Regions from separate parts of the Mus musculus genome. Here regions 1, 2 and 3 are each linked to region 4. A link is a contact called in public HiChIP or PLAC-seq data. All regions are on one chromosome and are shown on one strand. Each heading gives the region's core, a stretch centred on a gene start, on an enhancer-like site or on the middle of the called end of the contact. The rest is flanking DNA. Distances are from core to core; before and after follow the strand shown. Region 1 overlaps Dscaml1 (DS cell adhesion molecule like 1). Region 2 holds the start of Fxyd6 (FXYD domain-containing ion transport regulator 6). Region 3 overlaps Tmprss13 (transmembrane protease, serine 13). Region 4 holds the start of Bace1 (beta-site APP cleaving enzyme 1).

Region 1 (7,088 bases), core at 875-3,374, 370 kb after region 4:
CTCACTTACCTACCACCTGTCTATAGAAGACCTACAGTCTCCTGGCCCAAACTATGGACCAAGATCCCTCAGCCAAGTTGAGTGAGGCAGGACCTGGGGCAGGTAGCATCCCATGAGCTATGGGATCTCCAGTTGTTGCCAGTCTTTGTTTGATCCAATATAGCAATTAATGTTGTCTTTACTTGTGTGGAGAATAGACAAGGCTGGGAGACACTGCCCAAGGGCACCATGTCTGAAGGAGCTTAACTTTTGAAACACTTAGTACTTCTGTCAGAAGTCCTTGAACAACTATCCCTTGGTGACACAAGAATGGTAACTTTTCTCCTGACCTCCCTGCCTCTTCACCCCCAAAGTGAAGGAGGCAGGCAACCACTCCTATAAAACCAAGGTGGAGAATGTAGATTATATGCATAGTAATTTAGAATAAAAGGGGTGGGATGGGTCAAGGAAGAACTTTCCAGAAAGAACCAGCTAGAGTCATCAGGAAAATAAGACAGGCTGGTCCAAGAAATGATAGCCATGAAATAAGAAATTGTTACCAGTGTCACATTTAATGTGAGTGATGTATGAGGCAAGGAGCCTGCTCAGAGGCCCCTGGCCCAGGATCTGAGTCCACCTTGTCCCTGCTTTCTTGTTGAGGGTCCTTCCCCACATAGACTCCCTTCTTTCAGAAGACCCCCTGATAGGGAATTCCTCTTGACTAGAATCAAATGATAAATTCAAATTAGAAACAAGACAAGCTGGCAATCATGGCTTCCTGGGGACGCGCAGACATCTTCACAAGGGTGCCGGGCATTTAGAACACAAAGTTAGGATTTGAGCCAGCTGATGCATCTCAGAAGGGGCAAAGGGCATCCTGCTGCTGTCTAGGTTATAGAAAGCTGCTATTCTGGTTTTGGAAATAAGAGCAAGGAGAGGTTTAGGGAAAGAGCCCAGAGTTGTTCAGAACCAGTGATGAGAAGGAGCCAACTCCATGAAGTAGCTCAGAAAGAAACTCGGGGCAGGGCATACTGGCGAGCAAGACTCCCTAGTTCCTCTGCTAGGGCCATCTCCAGTGTGAACCTTACTCCTGTAGGCCTGGGTTTCTGAAAAGATGTAATAAACCTAGGCATGTCCAGAAGCAAGAGCCAGAATGAGAGAAAATCTTGCCAAGTAATAGAGGGGATCGGAACAGAAATGGGGTGCCATCACAAGGAGAATAGGACCCTAGGGAGGGGGTACAGGAGAGGATGGGAGCTGTCTGCCAGTCTCTGATAGGCCTCCTGGATGGGCAGGGGCAGGGGCAGGAAGCAGGAGGACTCAAGGGTAGAACCCCTAGAAAGCAGATTCTAGATTTTAGTTCTTGCTAAGAGCTTTATGAAAAAGGGGCTTTCAGATGAAGACACGAATACCCACTGTGTGCAAGGGAGTCACACTGCAAGACAGATATCTAGATATCACACACGCACACATGCATGTGCACACACACATACACACATGCATGCACGCACTGATAACACCACTAGTTCTATCCTCTTTGTCAATATGATGAGATAGCCCAGTTTCAGAGGGTCTCAGCATGAGTCTACTCGGTGGAAAATGAGGCCAAAGCCCTTATGCTATAATATAAAAAGATACTTCCTTTTAATATTTTTTGTTTTGAGACAGTCTTACTACACATTCCACGCTGACCTCAAACTCAAGATCTCCCTGCTTCAGTTTCCCAGGTACTGGGATTATAGTTATATATCACCATGTCCCACTAGCAGGGCGCTTCTTGAGACTTGGTCCCCAGGTCCAATCAAGGCTGCAAATGCCGTCTTTATACATCTGCCAAGGGACTAGATTCAGTGATTTTCAAGGCTCCTTCTAGACCTCACAAAGCAGGTTTACTGTCTGTATGTACCGATGGGGAACTGGGTGAGGGGAACAGAAATGGAGGAAGAGGCAGGAGCAATCACTCTTCTGGGGCAAACTGTAATAAAGGTAGGTACCTCTAGGAGCCAAAGCAAGACACCAGCTGGCAGTCCCTGGGCCTCTGCCTGGGAGACCCTCAGCTTTACAGATCCCAGGGCAGGCTCTAGGGACACTGAGGGTGGGGCAGGAGATCATTTTTCCCTCTCTGGTTTCCCTGTGTGTGCTCCCAGCTTTCTTTTGTAACATGATCTGGAAACTGGGAGTGGCCTATCCAAGGGCTTAATTATGAGTGTTTCTCCTGGCCTCCCATCTCCAAACCACTTTTTCTTGCCCAGATGGTCACTCAATGGTCTGTGTGCAACTGTTGATCACCTGTCCCCAGGATGAAGGGCTGCTAAGACCCTACCAGGCTCCTGGCTTTGGGAAAGCAGAGACTGCCAGGCCGTGCACCCCATCGCTCCTCCCAGTGTTCTTCATTTTCAGTGGCCTCACGCTGGGTCTCCAGGCTCTCATTAAAGAGAGAAACAGATTATGGTAGGTCCCACGGCAGACACAGTTCTTCTCCTCTCATATTTATACCACGTTTATTGCTGTTATTTAACAACTAATGCACACCAACCCTCTCCAAAGTGGCTCTGGAAGAGGAGTTAGGAAACAAGTGTCCACAGGACAGAGCTGGGCAGCTGGTGAGTGCACCGACCTCCCCTGCAAGGCCCCCTCTCCTCACATGCCCCAGGATCAGCCTTCTAGAACCTTGTACCCTGCCATCAAATAAACAGCTTTTCTTATGAAATATAACAAGCATGCTAAAAAAAAAGAATAAGCATATAAATAAAGTAAAAAGTCCTGTGGTTTTGTTTTGTTTTGTTTTGGCTCTGTTTTTTCTTCAGATCTTTTTTTTTTTTTTTTTTTTTTTTTAGAAGAAACCATTTAAGAAATAAGGCGTTCTGAAGGGCCGTTGTTTCTTTCCTGAGCCATCCCCTCTGCCTTGGAGGTAAGCATTGCTGAGTATGGTGTTTGTTGTCTCATACATGTTGTAATGCTGTCGCTGCATATGTGTCTACCCAGAAACACTATGGAGAACTGGCTAGCATGTTTTCCAACTTTATACAAATGGTGCCACACTGCTTCCCTGCTTCAGCAATTTGCTCTCCGCCCACCCCTCTCCCCGTTCGCCACTCTCCCCGCAACATGTCCAGCCTAGTGTGCAAAGTTCTGGATCCTTTGCTTCCCCTGCCACATAGCATTCATTGTATAGACTGAGCAGACCGCATTTATCCATCCTCACTGGTTTCCCGTGTCTTTGCTATCATGGGCATGGCTGTGGCTACTACATCCATCCAGTCTCTTTGTGACCATTTTGTGAAGATTTCTTAGCACACACATTAGAGCATGTCTCTTACTTTGTCTGTTACCCTGCTGCAGGGCACCAACTTGTCCCCACACTCCCAACACCCAGCATGACTCTGATGGAGTTTATTGAACTCCATGGAGCAGGAAGGGACAGAAGGGCTTCCCCTGAAAGTAGCATGCACAGAAAGGCCGTGCCATTGTTTAGAGAGGAAGTGGAAACCGGAACCTTCTACACGCTTTCTGATGACTTAGAGGTCAATATACTTAGAGATAGCACGTGAAGGAAGAAACTATGCCCAGGAGTGGGGATGAGGAGAAGAGATCTCGAGAGGTCACCACGTCTCCAGTGTGAGCTCTTACGCTAATCCCGGCCCTCACACTGCAGACCCCAAACCTGCGCATGCCCAGACTGAGGCCTGAGAGCTGGACCTCTACCCTGTAGACTGAAGCCCAGTGGCAGCCTGGGGACTAGTGTCCAGATCTGAGGCCTACTGCCTGAAGTCTTCTCTTCACCCACTGAAGATGGTCCGTCATGTGGAGGATCATGGAGCTGAGAACCAGGTGGCCCCCGTGGGATGCCTTGTGAGAGGAAATGCCTTCAGGAAATAGGCCCCAGGAGGACAAAGTTGGTGTCTTAGGGTGTGTACTGGCCCCTCCCCTTCTTTAAAGATTCAAAATTTGTTTGCATTAAGCAGTTCTTACAAGGCCTGCCCCACGGCAAGTCTTGTGTACATTATGGTATCCTCAAATCTCATGACTCTGAAGTTCCTTGTCTCCCACCCTGTCATCCCAACAGGGAGTCACCCTGTTGCTCCCAACATCAGGTAAAGTGTTTCCCGGAGCCTCAGTTACCCATCTAAAAAAAACATACCAAACGAGAACAACCTGAAAGGGTCTTAAGGAGGTGAACTCAGTTAGTACAAAGGACTGCTTTCTTTAGCCAGTCGTGGTCTACAGGTTGGCCAAGCACATCCCCATGAGTAATGGGCTTCCACCATAAGGAAACAGATGAGAAGTCCTGGGAACCATGAGGTCACACCTAAGCCAAAACCTGCAGAGGGTCTCACTCCAGCACAGAAGCTGCCCCTGGAGAAGTACAGGAGTCGCCAGGCCTTCAAGTGGCCATCTATCTGTAAATGAAGGGGAGGGACTTCTATGTTCCACAAACTCAATGGAAGAATCAAATTTAATGCATATCAAAGTATGGCATAGACTGTAAGAGCACAATAAAACCTAGCTTATTACCAAAAGTTAAGTGTCTTGACACCAAATCTTTTAGATTGTGGACAATATACACATACATACATACACATATACATATATACATATATATGCAAATAGTCATATATATATATCTCCAGGATGAGACCCAAGTCTAAATATTAAAACCACTTCCATTTCAAGCACAGCTTGTGACCATAACCCGAAGGTAATCTCACACAGTATTTTTTAGTGTGACTGTGTTTTGCTGAAATCCATAAAGAAAAAGAGATCAGGTGTAGACTTTTCTATTTGTGAGATCAATTTGGTAGTTGTTGAGCTATTTCCTCAGAACTGAACATTCCTTCCTTAGACTTGGGATACCAAGGGAAGCTCTGAAAACCTATGCTGTTCAGGGAGTTCGGAAAGCAAAAAGACTCAGGCGATTACATAAGCAGTGAACACTTCCTGTGGAGAGGAGACTTTTCAGTGGAGCTGCCTGCAAGTTGTGCCTGAAGCTCCAAGGGTACAACCTTTTTTGGTTTTGGTTTTGTTTTTTCTGAGTCATCACCAATGCTGGGATAGCTTTTGGGTGATACAGCTTGGCTTTGAGTCACTCATCCTCCTGTAGGCAACCTCATAAACTCATTGGTTCTCCAGACTTGGGTGGGATCATCCCTCGGTCTGTCACTGGTCAAGTGAACAGACATTTGTTCGTGTCTTCCCAGGAAAAATCACACAGCATTGCTGCTCAAGACTCGTCAGATCTGGGGTTATTTCAGAGGTCTAAATTTTTTTTATTAGGAGTACTATGGATTATGGGACCAAGAGGGGGCTGGAGCATGATGGGAATGAGCCCTGTAGAAGAAAGGCTAATGCTTGTCCTAACATCCCTAAGGATGCTTAGCAATAATCTCTGGGAAATTTAAAGGCAGACATGGACTCCAGGACCTGAGGCTGAAGACCATCTGCCTTTTTCTGGAAACACCACTGAACATTCCCACATAATTCATGATCTTCAGTGGCTCCCATTGCTCTTTAATGATACATGACTCATGTAGCGTTGATCCCACTCACCTTTGATCTTTCCTGAGCTCCAATCAAGGCAAACTGTTCCCTAAGCATGAACCATGCTGTATAGCTCCCCAGGAGCTGACTCCTATGGTCTCCTTTACCCGGAACCCAACTGCCAGTGAGAACCACACAGGGCCTTTAACAAGCAGAGGCTCGCCCCAGTGATCATCAATTGAGAATGATGATGATGTCGTTGATGATGATGTCGTTGTTGTTGTTGTTGTTGATGATGATGATGTTGTTGATGATGATGTTGATGATGATGATGTATGTGTGTGCATGCATGTGTGTGCATGTGTGTACATGTATAGAAACTGATGTTCTTGAAAGCCCCCCAGGTGACTCTATACGTGACATCCAGCAGGTCTGCAACTCCCCTCTGTAGGCGATCACCCTGCCCAGTGGATGTATTCTGTAGGATTCTTGGAAAAGGAGCTTTGTCTAAGCACTAGAGATGCCCCTAAGTCTGGACCAGTGGGGTCACCTACACCTTCATCACTTAGTCTTGGGTCAGGGACACCAGTGTCCTGAGCTTATCTTGTTTGTCAGACATTAAGGCCTTCAAAAACAAAATGAGTGCTCCCTACTGACCACCCATCCCTGCCCATGCTTCCATGTCTAATACACCCCATTAAACAAGGAGTCAAAGCTATCCATAAAATTCAGAACATTTAAAAATAAAGGGGGTGGGGTAGGAACTGCCCTTTTTGTTTGAGAGAAAAGACAAAGCCTTCACAGTCACCAAACTCATGAGGTGAGGGTTGCTCCGAGATACGGTGTGCCATGACGGGCCACCACGGTGTCTCCCTCAGGTCTCTGCTCTGGGAATTGCTAGAGCTCTAAGCAGGTAACAGAGTCTAAGGCTATGTATGTGTGAATGCTCACACATACATATTCAATATGTACAAATTATGTTGTGCGTACTATTTATACATGTGCATACATATCTATTTTAAGTTGAGTTTCTTGGGTGTGTGGGAAGAGGAATTCCCCCCACCCCTATCCCTTGGGGTCCTCAAGCAAAGACCCCTGGGATTCACTGTCTGCATAACACAGCATCTTGTACATAGGAAGTGCTCAAAAAAAAAAAACCCATTTGCTAGCTTAAATAATGAACTAAAAATTCAGTCAGCTGGTAGATTCTTAAGCCAACGCAGGGGAGGGAACTGACTCAACCTGGAACACCGCACAGCTCCGGCCTGCTATGTCCAGCCACACACAACACCAGGGAGGCCTCTTCTTTAGATGACGCCTTGTACTGATACACTCTGGGACACCTGGAGGCAAGCTCTTTCCTACACTGCAGCTCACTCAGGAAGATCTCAGTCATGTGCTCCCAGAAGGAAAACATTTGCTTCCAAGAGTCTCAGAGAGCCCACAGGACTGCCAGGCAAAGTCAACTCACACTATACCTAGTTGGCACCAAATGACCTGGGTAGTCACTGGACACACAGCCCCAGACCCACCCGTGCTCCCCCTCCATCCTCATGGCTCCTCACTTTCCCCTGTTCCCTCCTCCTCTGTGGCCTCTGTGTGGTTCTGACAGATTCTCCATCCTAAAGGCA
Region 2 (7,324 bases), core at 268-2,767, 470 kb after region 4:
GTGTGTAATGTGTGAGCACTTGTGTTTGTGGTGCTTGTGGTGGTGGGATGGGTAAAGGGCCAGGCAGTTTAGAACGGGAGCCAGACATAGGGTGTCCTCCTTTAAAAAGCAAAGGGTAACCAGTATCTAAGCAACCATATTGGGGGGAGGGGAGGCAATTGGAGGTGAGGAATGGGCAGAAATCTGAGGGAGGTTGAACTGGAGGGGTTTCCATGGCAACCATGAGACAGGTCACGTGCAAAAGGCCAAGTTGGAAAACAGATACACACATTCATACATCTACAATATGAGGGCAGTCAGAACACTAGTGCCAAGGGTCCTTGAGAGGGCTGAGATGCCCACTGGTCCCACTACAAAGGTAGAAATCCCAATTCCAGTAGCGCGGGAAGACAGGTTAGACAAAGGAAATAAAGACAGAGGGTACATTGATGGAGCCAAGCCTCCAGGCATCACAACCTCTGGGTCTGGAGGTTGGTGGCAGCTTGGGTGGGCCGGTATTTCCAACCTGACTGCTCCTAGGAGCAGACGCCCAGAGACCCAGTCTCTCAACCAACTCTACAGAAAAGCCCTGGGCAGACATAAAGCGGGGAGGCTCCGCCAGGGCCAGCCCCGGTTGGGAACGATGGAGATAGGGTACTAGCAGCCCTGGAAAGAAAATCGAGCTGGACAGACCAAAAGAAGGCAATGCAGTCAGATGAATCCCCTCATCCTCGAACCCCAACGCCGTCTACAGGGCCTCTTCGCCACTCCCGGAGCCCACGCCCACACCCCACAAGCACCAAGCCAGCAAATTTCCATTTTGTGTGGCCCATGTGTCCACATTCACATTCCTTCATTCCCGGGTCCTCGCATCTCCATTCCCCGCAGGGTCTCCCGCTTCCGAGTAACAAAGGGAAGCTCCCCTGCTAAAGGGTCCTCTATCCTTCTGGAGCTCCTGATGCAAGCTCAGGGCAGCCTCAAAAGCATTTTCCAGCCACCAGCATCGCCCACCGCCATTGCCTGCAACCCCATCCCGGTATCCTTAGCTTTTGGAAGCTCATCTACTTGTTTACATCTCCAAATCCATTTCCCGCCGCCCAGGCAGGGACCTGGGCACACACCCACTGAAACAAACAAGACTCGGAGGAACCTGGCGCTAGAGTGACGGATCCCCACCCAAGCCTCCTCCACTCGGAAGAAGGTGCCAACTTTGCCCACCTCCCTTGCTGCTCACCTAGGCGTTGGGTCCCCTCCGAGCGGATCCCAGAAGGACTAGCAGAGTCCAAGCAGCCGGGAGTGGCGCGCTGGGGGCAGGGCGGTGGGCGCGGCTTGCAGCTTTCCCGCCTCCCAGAGGGGGCTGACTGGTTGGCCTCCCCGGTCGCCCTCGTCCACTGGCTTCTGGGTCCCCTTGCAGACCCCTGTGATGTCGCCCGCGCCCTTCTCTCTGCGAGCTCTTCGCAAAGGGAAGTGAGGCTTGAAGAAGCAACAGGAGACGCGCGGAGGAGGCGCCCAGCGCCGGAGCGGATTTGCCAGCAGCTGTTGCTTTTTGATTCTCCCCCCCTTTGGTGAGGGTAGGAAATGAGCCAGACCAACACCGTGACAGGGCTGGTGTTTTTCGGAAATAGGAAAATCAGGGGAGAAAGGCAGAAAAATAGGAAACAACGGAGCATCAGCCACCTGCAACCTGCGTTCATTGGCTGTGTTCGCAATTAGCATGAATGGGAGCCAGAGTTAGGTGGAGTGTTGTTTGCAAATAGAGCTGGTGGGCTGTGGGGACAAGACCCTCACATGAACCAGGGTTTTGCTGCCCAGAAGCCCGTTTTCAAGACACCCATCTCCATCCCTAACTCCGGAAGGCTTTAAGAGTAGCTCTCCCCAGCCTAGTCACTAAGAGTCAAAATTCGAGGTGACAAATTAATTTAAAGATTTACATCCTAGCTCTGCAATCCTACCTGTAGCATCAGTATGAACACTCATATATGGAGTGTTCCTTTCCCTAATCTAGGAAAGGGAGGTGAGACTAACTCCCAGCAAGGGTTCCATTGACTAACTCTAAGTAATGATAGAAGAGCTTGCAAGAATGGACAGAGGTCACCCCACCCCACCCCACCACCCCCAGCAGGTTGGTATCCAGGAAGCTCTGTAGTGGGGAAGGCTGTTCTAATTAGCCAACTGAAGGGATGCTGTAGGGAGGCTGGCCTACCCTGTGCTGAAGCATTGAGGAGAGCAGCTGGCATCAGCCAATTCTAGGTCTTATCACGAGGCTTTCCTGACAACCCCTACCCCAGAAATAATGGGCTCTACTAGCAAGAGCCCAGCCCTGCCTCTCCAGCACCACAGCACCAGGACAGTTACTCATTTGTGAAGAAGAAGAAGGAAGAGGAGGAGGAGGAGGAGGAGGAGGAGGAGGAGAACAACTCTTTTAATCCCAACACTTGGGAGGCAGAGACAGGTGAATCTCTGGATTTGAGGCCAGTCTGGTCTAAAGAGAGAGTTCTAGGACAGCCAGGGATACATAGAGAAATCTTGTTTCAGGGCATGAAAATCTTCCCTTTTCAGAGGAAAAGGAAGAAGAGTTGAAAGAGGAAGAAGAGGAAGCAAACAAACAAACTTGATAATTCTGTGGCCTTTCAGCTTGGTTGAATCACTTTAACAAATGGTCCAGTCTCAAAGGCCAAGGCAAAAAAACAGATGGGAAGTCAAGGTTGCCCTAGAACTGGCAGAGAAGCCATCAATGGCTACCAGGAAGAAACTGGGTTACCTTGCTTAAGGGGAGTCTGTAGAGGATAGTTTGACCCCTTAAGCATAGGACCTTGGGCTGAAAAGACTCCACCCTGGCCCAGTTTCATAATCACTAGGGTTCCTGTGACAGTTAAAACCCTTTTATCAAAGTCTGGCTCAAGTCTTGCCAATCCACGTGGCTCCAGACAGCGGCCTGACCTTCTGTCCCAAACTTTTCCTCTGTAAGCTGAGGACTGTAATCTCCTGTCCCTTTCCACTTGCTGTGGGTGGGAGAAATGAAACCACACTGCTTACTAGTTCCCTGTCCTGGGCAAGCAGATTGGTCCTCCCTCCCAGTGCCCTTGAGTCCTGACATTTCCCACCTCTAAGTTGTCTGTTGGAGTCGCTCCTTGTAAGTGGTTGCCAGCTCAGGCTTTACAGGCCAGTTTGGGAAAGGATAGGCTGACGGGTCAGAACTTCTAAGCCCAACCACCTGTTGGTTCAGCCTGTCTCCTGCCAGAGAACATGGCCAAGCTACTTCCGGGCCTGTGTCTGATGCTGCTGATAGTCCTGGCTATGGAGGAGAGTGGAATCCAGTCTGTGAGGACTGGCCAGGGCCAGCCTCTCAAATAACCTTTCTTGTTTATCCAGGTGGAATTTGGGGGTTTCTGCTACAAAGCAACACATAGCCTTGCCCTGGGAAAGTCACATCTCCCTTCTAGGGAGTAAAGAAACACATCTGGTTCCTGCGATAAATGTGTCCACGGGTTAAAAGAGGTCACCAGCTGCCCCATTCTTTCAACACACGGATGTGAGGCGTGACTCTTCCCTGAGCCCTAGGTCAAGCTCTTTAGATACAACATTGTCCTTTATAGATAAGGGGTGAAAAGGATTTTGATCAAATGGTTCAGAGCCCCGAGAATGTAACATTTGCAAAGCAAGCTGGAGAGTCGGGGAGTGCTAAGGAGATGCGCTGAAAGAAACAACTGAGGTGCAAAGCAGGCTTGGGAAATGATGCCAACAGTGGAACAGAAGCGATGTGTGCGTGCAAAGGCCCTGAAGCGGACTGCAGAGTGTGGGAATTGCTCCCGGTGTGGCAGAGTGCAGAGGAGACAGGCTAGGGAAGGACACAGATGCCAGGCTTGGCAGCCGGGCAGTTCCTGGGCAATTTCAGCTTTTGTCTCCAGGGCCATGGGAAGCCACTGAGGGGATACAAAAATTGCTATGAAAAGAATTTGGGAAAGGCTGGCTCAGAAGGTTCCTAAAGAGTTCACAGTCAGGGTTTAGAAGGCTGGGTAAAGAGCTTGGATCTTTGCTACGCAATTGCTTCTCTGGAAGCCTGAGGAAAGGGGCAGCTGAGGCAGGACAGCACACCAGAACAGATTGGTTTCTAAACAGCATGGGTGTGTTTGGGGGGGAAGGGAGTCTCACACACACAGATAACACATAGACACACTCACTAAGGATGAGGGAAGCACATGAGAGTACCCACATCTAGAGCCATGGGAAGACCCAGTGCCAGGCTCATTGGAGCAATACACTGTTGAGTGGGTCACAGACTGCTCCGTGCTAGAAAATCCACCCACTCTAAGCCATGTAACTAGGTCTATGAGCTATGCCAGAAGTAGCCATTCCAGAGAAGATCCCCATGTGGGGATCATATGGACAATTAAAGGGGTGTGGGATTGCCAGAATTCTCAGTTACCCTGGCCCTCCTAACCCATACCTCTCCAAGAGAGACCCACAGAAAGGGCGAACTTCCCCTCGCCAACTACTGCAGTGTAACCGCTCACCACCTTCCTATGCGCGCTGTCACCCAGGAGAGGGCAGCTCCCAGATTCCATGTTCATTCCAAACCACTCCTTGGATTCCTCCCTAACCTTCCCCACATTACTCTAGGCTTCTCCCTCAGGAAACTGTGCCAGGCCCTTCTTTTCCTGTAATTTCCAAATAATCCAGTCAACAGCCGTGTTTTGGGGCGCTGGCTTAGACTTGTTCCTCTGCTCCTGACAAGGAACCCAGGGATCCAACATCCCTACTGTGTGGGTCACTATGCCATCACTTAATAACACATACAGAAGTTACGTCACCTTCTAAAGAGAAAAGCACTATTTGGCTCACAGCTGTGGAGGGTTCAGTTGGCGGTGCATCAGCCTTGTTGATCTGATCCTGTGCTGAGGCAGACATCATGTGAGGAACAGGGCGTGGATGGCAGAGGAGGGCCCCTCAGCTCCTGGTATCTGAGGTAAAGGAAAAGGAGGAAGAGAAGGAGGAAGAGGAGGAAGAGGACTGGTGTGGGGTTTAGGGAAGCACCTGGGTTCTCACTAGCTCTTTCAAGAGCACTCAGTAAACTTAAGGCTCCCACTAGGCTGCATCTCTTAAAGATCCTCCCACCTCTGCCATGGGCTGGAGAGTAAGCCTTTATCACTTGAGTCTTTGTGAGACATTCCATGTGCAAGCTACAAGCCATAGCACCATCTCTCCAAATACCCTACATCTTTCTCCATTTCAACAGCACCACCCTCAACTCACTTCCTCATCCAGAGAAATTCATGCTCCCCTCTCCCCTCTCCCCTCTCCCCGCTCCCCTCTCCCCTCTCCCCTCTCCCCGCTCCCCTCTCCCCTCTCCTCAATTCCTCTCTCAGCTGTGTACTCTCTTGCAGCCATTGCTCCTGTGCTAGGCCAGACCTTCATGGCACCAGTCTGGTTCTGCGGGCTCTGCCTCGGTCTTCCCACCTCCATTGACTTTTGTTTGATAAAGGCAATGGTCGCTTTTCTCATTGTTGTAACAAAATGCCTGACAGATGTCAGGACAGACATGTTTGTTTTGGCTCACACACTGAGGGGACAGGCATGGCAGCAGGAGCCTCTGGGGCTTCCTGAGCACATCCACAGTCAGGAGGTAGAGAGAGCCACATGCTGGCACGTAGGTCACAGTCTCCTTTACATTCCATCCAGACCCCAGCCCATGGTATGGCTCTGCCTACACTCAGGGTGAGTCTTCCCTGGTTTGTTAAATCTTTCTGGAAACACCCTCCCAGACACACTCAGAGGTATGCTTCCACAGCCCCTCTAAATCTAACCCAGGTGGCAACGAGAGTAAACCATCACAGTGGGTCTAGTTCCCACAATCCCTGTGAGTTTGGGGTCCAAATGCCAAATGTCACAGTTAGGGTTTATAACCCAATGACCACCTCCCAAACCCCTCAACCACCCTTGTCATCACCCCCATGTGGGTGGGTACTGAGCTCCATCCAACCGGAGAGTTCGCCACCTCTTTCCCGGCCTCTAACCTAGGCTCATGTGACTTTCCTCATTTGAAACATCCTCACACCTCCTACCTACCTCACAGAGTGGAATCAAACATTGCCTTGTGGAAATGAAGGCTCTCATCATGAGAGTCATTCTGCCTCCTCTGTAGCCATAACTCTGCATTCAAAGGTTGACTGCCCTAATGGAAGCGAGGCCTCCCTAGTCAGATTTGCAGTATTAGTCCACTCACAGCGTGCCTTACAGGGTGAACCACTGACAACTTTCTCAATTTAAACAATCGTTAACTATTGATTCATGAGCCCCTTGTGTGGGCTTGTCCCTAAACAAACTCTTTTTATCCTCATGTTGGACACCTTCTGTTGTGTTTTGTAAAAAGATAAAGGAGAGAGGAAATATGTTTGATGGAGGAGTGGTCAGGTATGGGGGAAGGGCCTCTGAGGGCCAGTGCTGAGGCATCCCTTCCACTTGAGGGACCAGCCACAGGATGGTATAATATAGAATAGAATAGAGGTTATTCAGGGCATCCGGAGGGGAGTCGAGAGGATAGTAGAGACAGAGAAAGGCAGAGAGAGAGAGAGAGAGAGAGAGTAGAGAAGTAGAGGCCAGCCAATGAGCATGTGTGTGTGTGTGTGGGCGGGGGGGGGGGGGATGGGGAAGGGTCGAGGGGACAGAGCTGGAGCAAGAAGGCAAGAGAGCATGAGAGAGCTGAGGTGGCAAGCAGCCTCTTTTATAGTGAGTCAGGCACACCTGGCGATTGCCAGGTAATTAACTGTGGGGCGGAGCTGACACATTGCTAACACCTTCTTTCTTACTGTCTCTTCAGTCAATGACTGCCAAGCTTAGCCAAAGGTCCTTACCAGAGGTCATCAAAGGATTTGGGGGCTGGTACCCTGAGTCCTGATACCCTCAGCCTAGACCACCTATGCCATATATCAGCTTTGTTTTTTGTTGTTGTTGTTGTTGTTGTTGGTTTGTTTTTTGGTTTTTTTGGTTTTTTTTTGTTTTTTGTTTTTTGGTTTTTTTTTTTTTTGGTTTTTCGAGACAGGGTTTCTCTGTATAGCCCTGGCTGTCCTGGAACTCACTTTGTAGACCAGGCTGGCCTTGAACTCAGAAATCCGCCTGCCTCTGCCTCCCGAGTGCTGGGATTAAAGGCGTGCGCCACCACGCTCGGCTATCAGCTTTGTTAATAAAGCTTTGCCCTTAGCTAGAGAAAGAAAATAGTACTTCTCCAGGCAAGCTAGCATGGATGAAAAAAATTTTTCTGAGTGGAAAAACCACCTCCACCCCATTAGTCTGGAGGGCTTGTTGCTGTGGACTTAACTTAAATTTGCCTGTAGCCGGGCGTGGTGGC
Region 3 (7,227 bases), core at 596-3,095, 490 kb after region 4:
AGAATGATCCCCATAGTTCCTATACGTGAATGCTGAGGGATTAGCACCATTTGAAAGGATTAGAAGGTATGGCCTTGGTGGGAGTGTGTCATAGGGGTGTGGGCTTTGAGGTTTCAGAAACCAGAGTCAGTCTCCATGGCTTCCTCTTCCTGTTGCCTGTGGGTCCAGATGTAGAACTCTCATCTTCTTCAGCACCATGTCTGCCTGTGTGCTGCCATGCTCCCCATCATGATGATAATAAACTAAACCTCGGAAGCCGAACGCCAACTGAAATAAATCTATTGTAAGAGCTGATGCGGTCACAGGAAGAACAGTGACTAAGACAGAAGTGGAGCCTTGCTGGAGGAAATGGATCTGGTTGGAAATGGATGTTGCCAGAGACAGGGGCAGAGGAGTGGCTAAGGCTGGTTCCTAACAGAGTGCCCTCTGCTTCCTGTCTAATGCCAAGATGTAACGAGCCACTCTGCAGTCCCGGTTCACTCTGCAATCCTGGTCCACTACGCCTTCCCCACCAGAAGGGACTGAAACTTCCTAAAACCATGAGTGAAAATAGACTCTTCCTCTCTCTGCTGTGGGTTATTTTTGCCACCAAGAGAAGAGATATAGCCCACATAATCATGTACCACAGAAGAGAAGAGAGCGTGGGCACATCTCCCAGCAACATCATCACAGAATGTATGGACCACCAAGAAAGGTCAGCCAGAGGCCCCGAGGAGGAAGGGAAAGAGTTGGTGGCATGGAAGTTGGTGATTTTGTCAAGGAGGGATTACTCTACTGTGAAGAACCACAGAGACTTCAGTGAGAGGAGAACTTACAAATGCCCACTGGACGTAACAACATGGGCATTCGTGGGCAGAAGGCTGTGGGAAGAGAATTAGCTGAGGATATGTGACCCTTACAGCTCTAAACTTGCCAACTCCATTGGCGGGTCAGAGGCCATTGGTCGAGACACTAAGCTCTAGAGGAAAATTCTTCCATGTGACAAAGGGAACAGGTGAAGTTCACTTGCTGTTTTGTGGCTTAGAGAGATGGCCAGCTGGATAGCCACCCACCCTAGGTAATAGTATCTATTCCTGAAAGAGCAGTTCACTGCTTAGAAAACTTATACAGAGAAATGGTAAGTTTACTAGAACTTAAAGATTGGGTCACATGACCACTCTTCTTTGTTTGCTGAAGGGATATAGTGACAAACGAACTAGATAGTCTCTTTGTGTCTCTTGTTTTTGTCTACCATCCCATTTAATTCTACAGCACGCAGGAGAGATACACACACTTTGCTTATGAGGAAATAGAGGGATTGGCTTGCTGGGATCACATAGTTAAGCAAGTGGTGAAGCTGGAATTTGCATCTCCAGGTACTCTGGGTCCAACCTCTACAACAGTGTAATTAGAAAGCACAGGTGTGGCTGACTCTTGGAGACTCTGGATTGTGTAGGGAAGGCATCCTGTGATGTCTACACTCCGTCTCCTATTCGGAGGAGTTGAGCTGTCGAGGATCAAAGACCAGGCCAGACCTTTATCTTTCTGGGAGGCCTGTTTTAAACAAAGCTTTGTTCCTGGGTGGTCCAGGACTGATCATCTATCTGTACATGGCCCTCCTAGGTTTCTGGGCAGCTGTGCGGCAAGACCAGGATGTTGTTTACTTCCTGGGCTGAGCCACAGTTTTTCCAAATGACAGGAGGTGAGGTCCCTTGCAGAGGAAATAGAGAATGAATGGTATGTGCCTTTTACAGACCTTGACCCAGATCAAGAAGACAAAGACTGAATGACAGCTTGTTGTAGTGTGACAGGGCTTCTTAGACACCGTGCACTTGGGAGCAGGGCCTCTTCTGACTCTGGATGCCCTTCTCCAAGGTTCTGGAAATTGCCAAGTCTAAGCTTCTCATCACGTCCAAGGGTTTCCACCCAGCTGTCCCTGGGGTGTTTTTCCCTTCCTCCTATCCTGGAAAGATACACAGAGCCAGGCCCTACTGAGGTCTCAGGTTAGAGGGGCTTCACCTGGGGTTGGGAGTAGGCTAGGTGCGGAGTGTAGGGGGAAAGCTTCCACAGCCACAGATTCACAGTGCAGCTCTGGCCCTTGAGAGCCTGTGTTTTGGGAGGTGCACTTCCTTGTTTCCTTGTTTACAAAGCTGGAATGGTTACCACGTGCTTTGTGGGATTACAGGTTTACAGGAATAATGGATGTCAGGTGCTTTGCTCAGTGTCTGACACAGGCAGATACTGAATTGCTGTCCCTGTCCTCCTCATTGTCATTGCTGGGAGCATTCGTGCATCTCCTCCAGTTCTCCCAATTGCATCAGAACAAAGGAGAGCAATTATGAGAAACAATGGCCCCCGGGAAGCTAATCAAACCCCAGAGGCAGCCAGATCCCCAGCCAAGCTGCAAGTGGCTCCTCTCCACAGAGTTCACCAACCCTGTTCCCTGCAGTTCCCGGGGCTCTCATTTGCATCCCTGAGAAACTCCTCAGAAACTGACCAGGCTGGCCTCGAACTCAGAAATCCACCTGCTTCTGCCTCCCAAGTTCTGGGATTAAAGGCATGCGCCACCACTGCCCAGCCCCCGCCACCTCTTTTATGTAAGATTTTTAGCCTCTATGGGTGTCCTGGGCTGAAGAAATATATTTTCTGTTTCCTTTGTGGTGCTTGATTATTTTTTCCTGTACGATCCCCATGCCTTTCCCTACTTGCCTATCAGCTTACAATCTGAAGTCCGACATACCCTGCAAAGAGTTGGTTATGTGGAGAAAGATGCACAGTAGTGGCCAAAGTCTTGTTACTCAGCCCCAGTTTTGGCTTTTCTTAAAGTGAACGGAGATATGTGTAGCTGTCCTCTAAAGTGAGTATGTACTGCCTCAAAGGCTGTCATTCCTGGCCCCAAGGCCTCTCAGCGACACTGTGGTAGGCTCACAGGGATCGCCTCTGAGCCAGGCAGTTAAGAAATGGGTGTGTCTTCTACCTGGTTTCCTTTGCACCAAAAGCAGACAAGAGGGCCGTGACAGTCACACAATGGAAAGACCTAGGTCCTGGAAAGCCCACGTGAGAGAAAGCCTCCAGCTGAGGGAGCACCCCAGGGACCTTTTAATGGATGAGAACCACACTCCATTGGAGAGATACGCACACTTTGCTTATGGAAAAAAAAAAAAAAAAAAAAAAAAAGGAATCCAGTAGCCACAGCCCCTGCCATCCTTATGCCTTCTTGAGCAGATGAAGCAAGAAAAGAGTCAGAGGAAGGATCACCTGGGCATCGATGAGAGATGCAAATGACATAGATGTAGCATCGGCCAGGCACATGCAGACCTGGAAAATGCTGGCTGTGGCAACAGGGATGCTCAAATGTGGCAGTGGTGCTGGACAGCCATTAGTGGAGACATATCTGTTACAGCTAGTGTAGTAATGCTGGTTCAGCAGTGGTGAACACCATTAATCCCAGCAGAGACAGATCGATCACTGAGTTCAAGGCCAGCCTGGTCTACAGAGCTAGTTCCAGGACAGCCAGGGCTACAGGGAGAAACCCTGTCTCGAAAAATAAACAACAGCAAAAGTTAGGGAGAAGCATGGAGGAGTAGATCTTGTAGAAAAGGCCACCGACGCATCCCTCTTGTAAAGAACTAGGTCATCACTGGGGCTTATAAGCACCCTTCTTGCTGAGATAACAAAGGCAGAGGCAGAGGACGAGGGGAAACGTCTGACCCTAGAGTGCCTGCCCCATGCCACATCTACTTTAGGAATGTTCACTTCCTCTTTAAAACTCACTTCAAACTTCTCCTCTCTGGATGAGGCCGGTGGCTCATATGTCCATGTTCCAAGTGTGGTACCCACACTTAAGCATCCCTTCCATCACAAAGACTAGAGAGTGCTGTACTGCTTGTGGATTGTCTGGACTTAGCATCAGTACCTGGCACCACTGAGCTCTGCTCTCATTGGGGAAGGAATCAAAGAACAGATGTGCAAATGGGTGAGCAGAAGCCAAAGATGAGAAAGTCAAGAAGAATCATGTCCAAGATGCCTGGGCACTGGGGCAGAGTGCAGGCCATCTTGATGTTTCTACCTACGTCATCAATGAAGCACCCAACAACTTCTTTGTGCCACACGATTTTATTATGGAAGCTCATTGCTGGGATCTTCTGCACACATGGATGCTGCCCGCCTCCTTCCCAGCCTTGAAGAGATTCCCTTGTGTCTCAGCCCTGTCTGATGCTGCCCAACCACTCCAGTGACCTCCAGCTTGCCTGAGCTGTCCTGAGCTGGTCTGATCTCCTTGAACTTGCCTCCGAGACTCAGTATCACAGAAGTCTGGTAGGCCCAAGGAAGGCTGAAGAGAGTGGAGCTGAGTAACAACAGGTAACCAAGAGAAAAGGCCCAGGGAAGACCAGGAGAATGGCCAACTGAGGCCACTCACAAGGGCTGTTTAGAAGTTCTGAGGACAGGTCTTGCATTCTCTTCATGGCCTTTTAAGTCAGTACAAAGTCAAAAGATGAAGGATGACAGAAGCAGACTTCATTGTCAGCCCTTGGGTGTAAACGATGCTGTATGTGTGGACTTCCTCAGAGGTCCCAGGAGGCGAACCAGGGCAGCACACACATCTTTATTTCTTCTGGCTGGCTATAGTCCTTGGAGGCTAGACCAGTATGCACTGGATTTTTCTGTCAACCCAAAGGAGGGTTTTCTTCCCTGAGTATTTCAAAGGTCCCTAGTCTCTCCACTGACCTGGAGGTGTCTGTCCTGAGGATTTCATCAAGGCACTTCACCTGATTTCATGAAGCCAGTAATATATCACAGGATGCTTCAGTGGTATAATATATTATAGGATGCTGCAACTCCCATGGGTCCCTTGGAGTTCATGAAGTAATTCATGTAAAAAAAAAAAAAAAAAAAAAAAAAACCTCCCAAGGTCCCTAGGATTTTTGGAGACGCCTTAAAGTTACATCTATTTCTATATTTTAAATATAAAAATAAAATTCATCCCAACAGCTTGTGACCAAAGGCACAGCAAGCCTGAGTCACAGTCATTACCTAGAGATGGGCAGCTACAGCAGAGCCCAGCTCTGGAGCCCACAGCAGCTGCAAGTGACAGAGAGGGCCGGATGCTTGCTCACAGATGGTAAAGGTTTTCCACGGAGGACAGATGGTCCGGGCACCGACAAGACAGCCCCTGACAAAACTTGCTGCTGTCCCAGCACAGCAATGGTGTTACTGGCTGTTGGGTGTCTGACCAATCCTGGCTGGCCTTCAAGTCAGAGTCAGAAGAGCGACAACTGCTGTTGTCATGTTCCAAGTCCTGCCCAGGCTCATTTTTGGCTCCACCTTCACACTTATGGACTCGTAGGAACACACCTGGTGCCCAAACTCTTAACTCCAGATCTCCAGCCTGGGATTCTGAGAAGAGCTGAGTTTTCCTGTTTTCTGAAGAATTTATAATAGTAACATACCACACCACACACACACACACACACACACACACACACACACACACACACACACGATGCAAACACATACACACCACATACACACTCTCCCAGAGACAGCAGACAGCAGAGGTGGAAGAAACAAAGGTGCCTGGTGGTCACTGGTCCAGATGCTGCAAATGGCCCATCCCTGTGCCCAGGATCTTCATAGCAGTCAGCAACGTGAGGAGGACATGGTTAAGATTTCCGGAATCGTACCTCACTCTGAGGAAGAGACCAGAAAACAGGGTAAGCGTGAAACACAGAAACTCAAGGACTAGAGAGACCAGGGCTTCCCGTACAGTCCAGCTGAATGCTAGTTAGCATCTTCTCTGAGAGAGAGGGAGTGCACTCCGAGGCTTATGGCAGGGCGGTCTGATGCAGTTTCCCTCTGACTCCTGTATCATCTTGCCCACAGAGAGAGGGAGGGTTGGCCTCAGCACTGGGCTTTACAGTTGTAGGCTGGAGAACAGTAAGGAAGCAGGGTTGAGCTGAGCTGAGCCAGCAGAGCAGATCCATCATTTCCTGAGGGGCAACTTTCATGCCATGGAAGGCAACCTCCTAGCACACTCTAGTGGTCATTTTGGATACCTTTGGGTATCACTAGGAGAGGAGAACTATATTGGTGTTGACAACATACCAAGGTTCACCCTTCTACAACACTGCCAGCTCTTTTCCAAGGGAGCAAAAGGAGGGAAAACTGACACCTTGGACTGATCGATCCCATGACTGACATCTAGTCCTGTCTTGGACATCCTCAAATGCACATAGCTCAGATGGTCTTTGTCTGAACACCCTCCACCCTCCTCCAGGTTCTATCCCTGAGCTGAGCGCTCACCTCCATCTTTCTGTAAATCCAGGGAAGTACTTCTGTCACTTTGGTGTACACACCAGGCTTGTTTTTCTGGCCACAGCCTGTGCCCCAGCTGGTGACACCTGCCAGGTACCAGCGATTGTTCTGCTCACAGACGAGAGGTCCTCCACTGTCTCCCTGCAAGGAAGAGCCAGAGGGTGAGTCGGTCTGGTGCAAAAGGGAGGGGGATGGGTCCAAGTCAGGAAAGAGCGGCTCTCTACTCTCTGACCTCCATATTGATCCTACCACTCCAACTTCTCCCACCTCCAGGGTCATGAGACCTGAGCCCCACCCACAAGGACCTCACCTGGCAGGAGTCCCTCCCTCCTCGTAGATCCCCGGCACACATCATCCTTGGGGTAAGGTAGCTGTCATAGACCAAGTAGTCATTGCACTTCTTGAAGTCAATGAGGTTGACCTGAACCTCTCGGAGGAAGGGAGATGTCTTCTCTTCAGTGAGGTGAACGTGAGGAGAAAGGATAGGAAGCCAATGAGATTGTGAAAGGCTTCACACCCATCAGCCGCACCCCCAGGACCCAGACCCTAGCCTCCTGGGAGTAGAGGGCACCGCATTTGTGTCCAAACCCAAACATGGTGGGACACGCACCCTCACACCAGACACAACTCCCTGACCGTAGCAGAGACCTGCTCCCATGGTAACTCACAAGCCTATGGTTTGTGTGAATTGCCAACTGGACAGGACCTAGAATCAATCACCTGGGAAAGAAGCCTCAGGAAATGCCTGTGTGGGATTTTCCTGGTTAGGTAAACTGAGGTAGGAAGCTCCATCCTTAATATGGGCAGTGCCACTTCATGGGCTAGGTCCTAGACTGAACAAAAAGGGAGAGGGAGCCAGGTAGCAATAATTATCTCACTCTGCTTCCTGACTGCAGTGCAGTATGAGGAGCCGCCCATGCCACTGCTGCTGTG
Region 4 (7,339 bases), core at 109-2,608:
TGGCCATGTTCTGAGGCATGGGTGGGGGAGGAGCTAGAGTGTAGAGAGTGGGGGTTGGGATAAAGGAGGAAGGGACTAGGGGAAGCCAGAGTCTATTGGGACTTGGAGGCTACATGGATGTTACTAAGACTCTCACTTTGTTGGCTTATGGCAGCCCAGACTTAGAGTAAGGGGCTGATTGATCCAACTGGTGCCAGGATTTTGGGTTCTCAAGAAGATGAAGGTGGGGATCTTAGATACCCCCCCCCCCCCCGCAACACTAGAGTAGGGGAGAGTGTGGAGATGGAATATGAGAGACTCCGGCCACTGACACCTGTTACAGTGTCCCCGTGCCTGGCCCTTCCCCAGGGTCAGCCACCACTGAAGTGCTTTCTTGGGCGTGGGGGGATGGGGCAGTGGGAGTGAGAGGTGAGTAGTCAGTCCTGGGGCTTGGATGCCAGTGAGAGGGGGCGGGAAATGGAAAGGCTACTCCCAACCGGATCCTGGAGGAATAGGAGCGGGCGGTCATTCTGCACCCACTAAACAAACCATTTTATCAGGGCAGGCTGCTTCATCTCTACCCTATCACCCCTCTACCATGCATGAAGGAGGGTTGCTAGATCTGACCACCTTACCGTCTGTGGGGGGCTGCCTACGGTCATCTCCACATAGTAGCCCTGGCCGGACTTTCCCCTCAGGTTGTCCACCATCTCCACAAAGCTGCCTCTCCGGCCAGGCTCCTCCGATTCCTCGTCGGTCTCCCGGGGCAGCCTCAGGCCCAGGGGTGGCCCTGCCAGGCCGCTGCGAAGGGGCAGCCGGATGCCGAGATGGGTTCCCTGGGCAGGCAGCATTCCCGAGCCCACCCATAGCAGGAGCCAGTGCAGCGCTGGGGCCATAGTGAGCCCGGGCCTTGTGGTCCGGTTGGTGACTGTCCCTCTTGCCTGCCCCTAAGTCTGGGTGGTGGTGGCTTCTCTCAGGAGAGCGGCCTCGGCGGCATCAGGACTGCAGAGTCTGCAGGCCCCTCGCTCAGTTCCCGGTCCAGGCGGCGGAGAGTGGGCAGGAGAAATCCGTAGCGCACGAGAGGAGACGACGATGGCGATCCAGGGGACCCAGCTACATCTGGACGCCGGCCGCCAGCGGGGGGATCGGGCCCCTTGTGGGGCTGGGAGGGGCGGGCATGGCTATCCGAGCCCGTAGCTTTCGGGGTCTTCCAGGCGGGCTTTGCAGCTTGGGGACCGACAGGGACTCCGGGCTCCTACGGCTGCGTCGGCTGCTCAGGCCACCATAATCCAGCTCCCAGCTCCCAGCACCTAGGCAGGCTGGGGAGGCGGAAAGGCTTGTGGCGGTGGCTGTCAAAGCCAAAGGGTTTTTGCTTTTCCCTGGGATCTCTGGGAAGTGTAGTCTTCCCATGGCAGACAGCCCAGCTTCCGGAGCTGAAAGGGGTCTGGGATGCCCTCTGCCGAGATGGAGTTCACTCTGCAAGACCCTAGCGGGAAAGCATTTCCTTAGCTCTAGCAGAGCAAGAAGGAACCAATATCATACACTTCTCATCTGCTAGTCCTTCTTTCATTATTTATTTATTTATTTATTTATTTATTTATTTATTTATTTAGGGTACAGGGTCCTGCAAACATACAGTGTAGTCTAGGCTAGCTTCAACTTTGATGCAATTCTCCTGCCTCACTTTCCTGAATCAGCATTGGTTAACACCCCCCCACACCCCCGTGCGCACCCTGTCATGCATGCCAGCCACTTTACCCCTGCACAGGAGTAGAAAAAGAAGCACAGATCCCAAAAAGAGATTAACCGGGGAGAACTGTGATTCTTGCCACAGTGTGATGTTAAGAATTTTGGGGTAAGCTGGAAACCTGCCTCAAAAAACCAATAAATAGAGCTGGGCGTGGTGGCGCACGCCTTTAATCCCAGCACTTAGGAGGTAGAGGCAGGCGGATTTCTGAGTTCCAGGCCAGCCTGGTCTACAGAGTGAGTTCCAGGACAGCCAGGGCTACACAGAGAAGCCCTGTCTCGAAAACCAAAAAAAAAAAAAAAAAAAAAAAAAAAAAGAAAAAAAAGAATAAAATAAAAATCAATAAATAAAATAAAATAAAACAAAATTTGGGGGTATACCCCGGATGTTGAGGCACCTGCCTTTAATCTCAGCAGGAGAATTTCTGTAAATTCAAGGGCAGTTTGTTCTACATAGGTAGTTCTAGGACAGCCAGGACTGCATAGAGAAACTCTGCCTCAAAAAAGAAACAAAAAATGGGCAATCTAGAAGAGGTGACCTTAAAATTGGAAGTGTTTTCAGGAGCAGAGGCTGGAGGAGCAAGGTGAAAGGGACGAGAGTATTCCAGTCAACAAACCAGTCACTGGGATCCGACAGGGAGACCTGCCGCCTCTTCTGTTCAGAGCATTTAACCTGCCCCAGCTATGAGGTGGCCACCTCTTCTATGCCTGAATCCCTTTGTCTTTCTTTTGTTTGTTTGTTTTGGAGACAGGGTTTCTCTGTATAGCCCTGGCTGTCCTGGAACTCACTCTGTAGACCAGGCTGGCCTCGAACTCAGAAATCCGCCTGCCTCTACCTCCCAAGTGCTGGGATTAAAGGCGTGTGCCACCACCCCCCGGCCCGTTTGTGTCTTTGATGGTTTCCTGTCACGAATCCTCATGACCCATCTGATTACTTCCCATCAGTCAGAGTGAGGATCAGTTGCTCTCAAATTGGTATATCACTGGGAGACATTCCAGCATACTCATTGAGATGAAGAGCTTTGGGGCCCTGATAGCTTAAAACTGTGTGACTGTGTCATCATATCATTTATCAGAGGTGGAAAGCCCTCGATAAAATACAGCAGTCATTCTGATTAGGAAAAAAAAAGGTAAACTAGAAGGAAACATCTTAAATAAAGAAGCTGAGGGGCTCTCTGCTCCTCCCTGTTCCAGAGACAGACGCTTCTTCTTGTGCAGTGCCTGGCTCGTCCCGTAAACAAAATGGTGAAGGTTGGTGTGAACGGATTTGGCCGTATTGGGCGCCTGGTCACCAGGGCTGCCATCTGCTCTCCACATGGCAAAGTGGAGATTGTTGCCATCAACGACCCCTTCATTGACCTCAACTACATGGTCTACGTGTTCCAGTCTGACTCCACCCACGGCAAATTCAATGGCACAGTCAAGGCTGAGAATGGGAAGCTTGTCATCAATGGGAAGCCCATCACGATCTTACAGGAGCGAGACCCCGCTAACATCAAATGGGGTAAGGCCTGTGCTGAGTATGTTGTGGAGTCTACTGGCGTCTTCACCACCATGGAGAAGGCCGGGGCCCACTTGAAGGGTGGAGCCAAAAGGGTCATCATCTCCATCCCTTCTGCCAATGCCCTCATGTTTGTGATGGATGTGAACCATGAGAAATATGACAACTCACTCAAGATTGTCAGCAATGCATCCTGCACCACCAACTGCTTAGCCCCCCTGGCCAAGTCATCCATGACAACTTTGGCATTGTGGAAGGGCTCATGACCACGGTTCATGCCATCATTGCCACCCAGAAGACTGTGAATGGCCCCTCTGGAAAGCTGTGGCGTGATGGCTGTGGGGCTGCCCAGAAAATCATCCCTGCATCCACTGATGCTGCCAAGGCTGTGGGCAAGGTCATCCCAGAGCTGAATGGGAAGCTCACTGACATGGCCTTCCGTGTTCCTACCTTCAATGTGTCCATCGTGGATCTGACATGCCGCTTGGAGAAACCTGCCAAGTATGATGACATCAAGAAGGTGGTGAAGCAGGCATCTGAGGGCCCTCTAAAGGGCATCTTGGGCTACATTGAGGATCAGGTTGTCTCCTGCAACTTCAACAGCAACTCCCACTCCTCCACCTTTGATTCCGGGGCTGGCACTGCTCTCAATGACAACTTTGTCAAGCTCATTTCCTGGTGTGACAATGAACACGGCTACAGCAACAGGGTGGTGGACCTCATGACCTACATGGCCTCCAAGGAGTAAGAAACCCTGGACCACCCACCCCAGCAAGGACACTGAGAGCAAGAGAGAGGCCCTCTGTTGCTGAGGAGTCCCTATCCCAACTTGGCCCCAACACTGAGCATCTCCCTCACAATTTCCACCCCAGACGCCCATAATAACAGGAGGGGCCTAGGGAGCCCTCCCTACTCTCTTGAATACCATCAATAAAGTTCGCTGCACACCCCCCCCCCCCACCAAAAAAAAAGAAGCTGAGGGCTGGGGGTGTGGCTCTGTGGTAAAGCATGTAGGTACAGCAGGTATAAAGCTCTCTGTGCAACCCCAGCACCCAAAAAGGAGAAAACAGGTGTGTTACCAGTGAAGTTAATCAAGAAAGGGGGGGGGGGGTCATTCTCACTTGCTCTTTCCAATATCTCATTCTATAGCCCTGGCTGTCCTGCAACTCATTCTGGAGCCTCGCTGGCTTCAAATCTTCAGCGACTCTCCTACTTCTGCCTCCCGAGTACCAGGTGGGATTGCAGGCGTGAGCCGCTGCCATGCCAGGCATCCTCAGCCCTCTCCCCGACAGAGTCTACAAAGCCTGGTCAATTCAGTAAGGTGAGAAAAATTGATTTCAGCATTTGGGAGGGGCAGAGAAGAGGACCAGGAGTTCAAGGCCACTGTTAGCTACATAGATAAAGCAAGGCGTGGTGGCGAAGCTTGTATCCCCAGGCATATGGATGGCTGAGGCAGGAGGATCTAGAGTTCAAGAGCAGCCTAGGTTATAGAATGAACTCAAGGCTAGTCTGATTTAGCAAGACTCTATCTCAATAAAATAAAATAAAATAAAATAAAATAAAATAAAAATAAAATCCTAGGCTGTAGTTTAATGGCAAAACACCTACCTGACACACATAAAAGCCTGACGTTGAGCCCTGACACTAGAAACAGAAACAGCAGTGGATAGATTAATGTATATGTGGGAGTGGGGTGTGTATAAAGATAACATGCATATTGGAGAAAAATAGATGTGTTATCCAATAGCTGCCATTTGGACACTTACAATTCACATGGAAGGAGAGAAAGCCAAATCTACATTTCATCCAAAAAATAAGCTCCAGATATACTAAGGAGCTTAACATTAAAAAATGAACAGAGGTCGGGCATGGTGGCACACGCCTTTAATCCCAGCACTTGGGAGGCAGAGGCAGGCGGATTTCTGAGTTCGAGGCCAGTCTGGTCTACAAAGTGAGTTCCAGGACAGCCAGGGCTATACAGAGAAACCCTGTCTCGAAAAACAAAATAAATAAATAAATAAATAAATAAATAAAATAAAATAAAATAAATAAAAAATGAACTGGAGGAAAAATAGAATATTTTCACCATCTTATATTAAAGAAAACCTCCCTAATGAAACATATCGGTGGGGGACGACCCACAACTGGAGAAGTTTCCCCTAAGTATGCAGCGTGTCTGTAGGCCTGGAAGCACCCTAAATACCCTCAGCATCCTGGCTCTCCTGCTCATATGGGTCTGTGGAAATGCCGCTGCAGTGCTGAGCAGAGGAACTTCAGAGCACTAGACTGTGTTTACCTTGCTCTGTCACTGTAGGGCTCTGGCCTCCAGGGAAGCACTGACACACTGTTCAGGGGGTGGGGAAATGCAGCCTAGGATGTAGGAGGCCAAAGCTGGGGTTCCCTGATTCCCAGGCATCCAGTCACGGCTGGAAAACTGCACAGAGGAGTTGGGAACAGATTTGGGGCCTTTTGGGCTGAGGATGAAGTCAAGCCTGGGGCAGTTGTCTGGAAGTTCAGAGGCACCTTCTGTGAGAGACGTCTGCTGTAGGTGAAGGCCTTCTCCATGATCCCCATGATGGTTCTCGATGAAAGAGACGGTCCTTGGTTCCAAACTGTCTACTGATCATCGTGGGAAATGGGAGCATACCAACTCCTTAGGGTGGGCCAGAGATTAAATGCCTTTTGCAGGGAAGACTGTTCATGAGGGAAGCTTATTGGCTAAATTCTTAGGGCCTCTAGATACCTCATTAGCATGAAGAACTCTGTTCTGGGCTATATCACTGCTGTGGGAAGTGTCTGGGCCAGGAATCTAGCCAGGAGCAGGGAGGTGCCTACTGTCTCAGGTGGCTGCCTGGGTGCTGGGGTCTTGAACCCACTCACTTGATCTTATCTTACCAAGTTTCCTGGCACAGTTCATTCTCCCACACGCTCACTGTCTGGGAGACTCCAGTCTCACTTCACCTTTCTATTTCAAATGATGTCATCTGTGAACCAGGGTAAAGGTGATGAGGTGATTTGAATATGCTTGGCCTAGGGAGTGGCAGTATTAGGAGGTGTGGCTTTGTTGGAGGAAGTGTGTCACTGTGGGGGTGGGCAATGAGACTCTCCTCCTCCTAACGGTGCAGGAGCCAGTCTTCTACAGGCCTTCAGATGAAGATGTAGAACTCTCAAGCTCCTCCTGCAACATGCCTGCCTGGATGCTGCCATGCTCCCACTTTGATGATAATGGACTGAACCTCTGAACCTGTAAGCCAGCCCCAGTTAAAAGTTGTCCTTTATAAGACTTGACTTGGTCATGGTGTCTATTCACAGCAGTAAAACCCTAACTGAGACAGAAGCGCTGGCTTAAGCCTTGTCATGTAAAACTGTGCGAAGGTGGACAGGGTGACACACGCCTGTAATCCCAGCACTTGGTAGGCTCCCCACTGTTCTAGGTCAGCCTGGTTTCTCCTGGCCTATGTACAAAGCAAGTTACAGGCCAGCCAGGGCTACATAGTGAGATCTTGTGTCAGAAAAACAAAGAAACCCAAAACCTTAATGAGGTAATCTATGCAGAGCACTTGGAATGGGGTTTGGCGCACTGTGACCACACAGTGAAGACCAGTTGTCAATAGTGTTACCACATATCCTGAGGGTGGAAAAAGTGACATTTACAAAGACAAAACTCAAACTGCCCATTAGGAACCATTTGCTGCACTATGGGGAGACAAAGTGTTAATGGCTACAATACATAAGGAGCCTCCACAAATCAATGAAACTATCTAAACAAGGTGACAGAGAAATGAACCAAAGAATATGGAGAAATAGTTCACAGAAGAAATTCAAATTTAATTATAATTCATTAAAATGTCAATTGAAACCATTATGATCTTCTGTGCTAGCTCACACTTGGGTACTTGGGAGGTGGAGGTAGGGAGATCAGGAGTTCAGGGCCAGCCTGAGTTACATGACACTGTTTTAAAGAAGCAGCAGAGGCTGGAGGGATGGCTCAGTGGTTACAAGCACTCACTGCTCTTGCAGAGGACCAGAGCTCAATTCCCAGCTCCCACATCAGGCAGTTCACAACTACCTGTAACCCCAGTTCCTGGCTCATCCACTGCCTCTGGCTTCCAT

The links. HiChIP or PLAC-seq counts read pairs in DNA pulled down with a chosen protein or histone mark.
Region 1: a contact with region 4 is called in an H3K4me3 HiChIP or PLAC-seq map of embryonic limb bud, with 4 times the contacts expected there. The contact joins the enhancer-like site here to the promoter of Bace1 in region 4. A contact is called at or near these places in 1 of 39 promoter capture datasets (embryonic stem cells) and 5 of 115 datasets of contacts at active chromatin or transcription factors (embryonic basal ganglia, embryonic forebrain, embryonic hindbrain and 2 more).
Region 2: an H3K4me3 HiChIP or PLAC-seq map of forebrain shows a contact between it and region 4, with 4 times the contacts expected there. The contact joins the promoter of Fxyd6 here to the promoter of Bace1 in region 4. A contact is called at or near these places in 4 of 39 promoter capture datasets (cranial neural crest, embryonic stem cells, hippocampal neurons and 1 more) and 9 of 115 datasets of contacts at active chromatin or transcription factors (craniofacial prominence, embryonic basal ganglia, embryonic forebrain and 6 more).
Region 3: a contact with region 4 is called in an H3K27ac HiChIP or PLAC-seq map of VIP interneurons, with 5 times the contacts expected there. The contact joins the enhancer-like site here to the promoter of Bace1 in region 4. A contact is called at or near these places in 2 of 39 promoter capture datasets (cranial neural crest and hippocampal neurons) and 8 of 115 datasets of contacts at active chromatin or transcription factors (VIP interneurons, craniofacial prominence, embryonic basal ganglia and 4 more).

The regions. Positions count from the first base shown.
Region 1 is chr9:45,460,812-45,467,899 of GRCm38.p6, reverse strand. The region is part of intron 3 of Dscaml1 (DS cell adhesion molecule like 1); the gene reads right to left. Among named protein-coding and RNA genes, the nearest start is that of 4833428L15Rik, 33 kb to the right of the region's middle. Within about 2 kb of position 2,124, at least 11 of the 459 cell types and tissues checked have an H3K27ac peak or open chromatin away from gene starts, as enhancers often do. A contact at or near this core is called in embryonic limb bud, where this site is marked.
Region 2 is chr9:45,364,378-45,371,701 of GRCm38.p6, reverse strand. Fxyd6 (FXYD domain-containing ion transport regulator 6) reads right to left here and starts at 1,517. Exons shown (of 8, transcript NM_022004.6): 1 at 1,214-1,517.
Region 3 is chr9:45,344,434-45,351,660 of GRCm38.p6, reverse strand. Tmprss13 (transmembrane protease, serine 13) reads right to left here. Exons shown (of 13, transcript NM_001013373.2): 11 at 6,605-6,747; 12 at 6,283-6,435; 13 at 4,080-5,669. The coding sequence ends at 5,643. Among named protein-coding and RNA genes, the nearest start is that of Fxyd6, 22 kb to the left of the region's middle. Within about 2 kb of position 1,845, at least 12 of the 459 cell types and tissues checked have an H3K27ac peak or open chromatin away from gene starts, as enhancers often do. A contact at or near this core is called in VIP interneurons and embryonic stem cells, where this site is marked.
Region 4 is chr9:45,832,564-45,839,902 of GRCm38.p6, reverse strand. It overlaps Bace1 (beta-site APP cleaving enzyme 1), which reads right to left and starts at 1,358. Exons shown (of 9, transcript NM_011792.6): 1 at 615-1,358. The coding sequence starts at 875. It also overlaps the pseudogene Gm7286.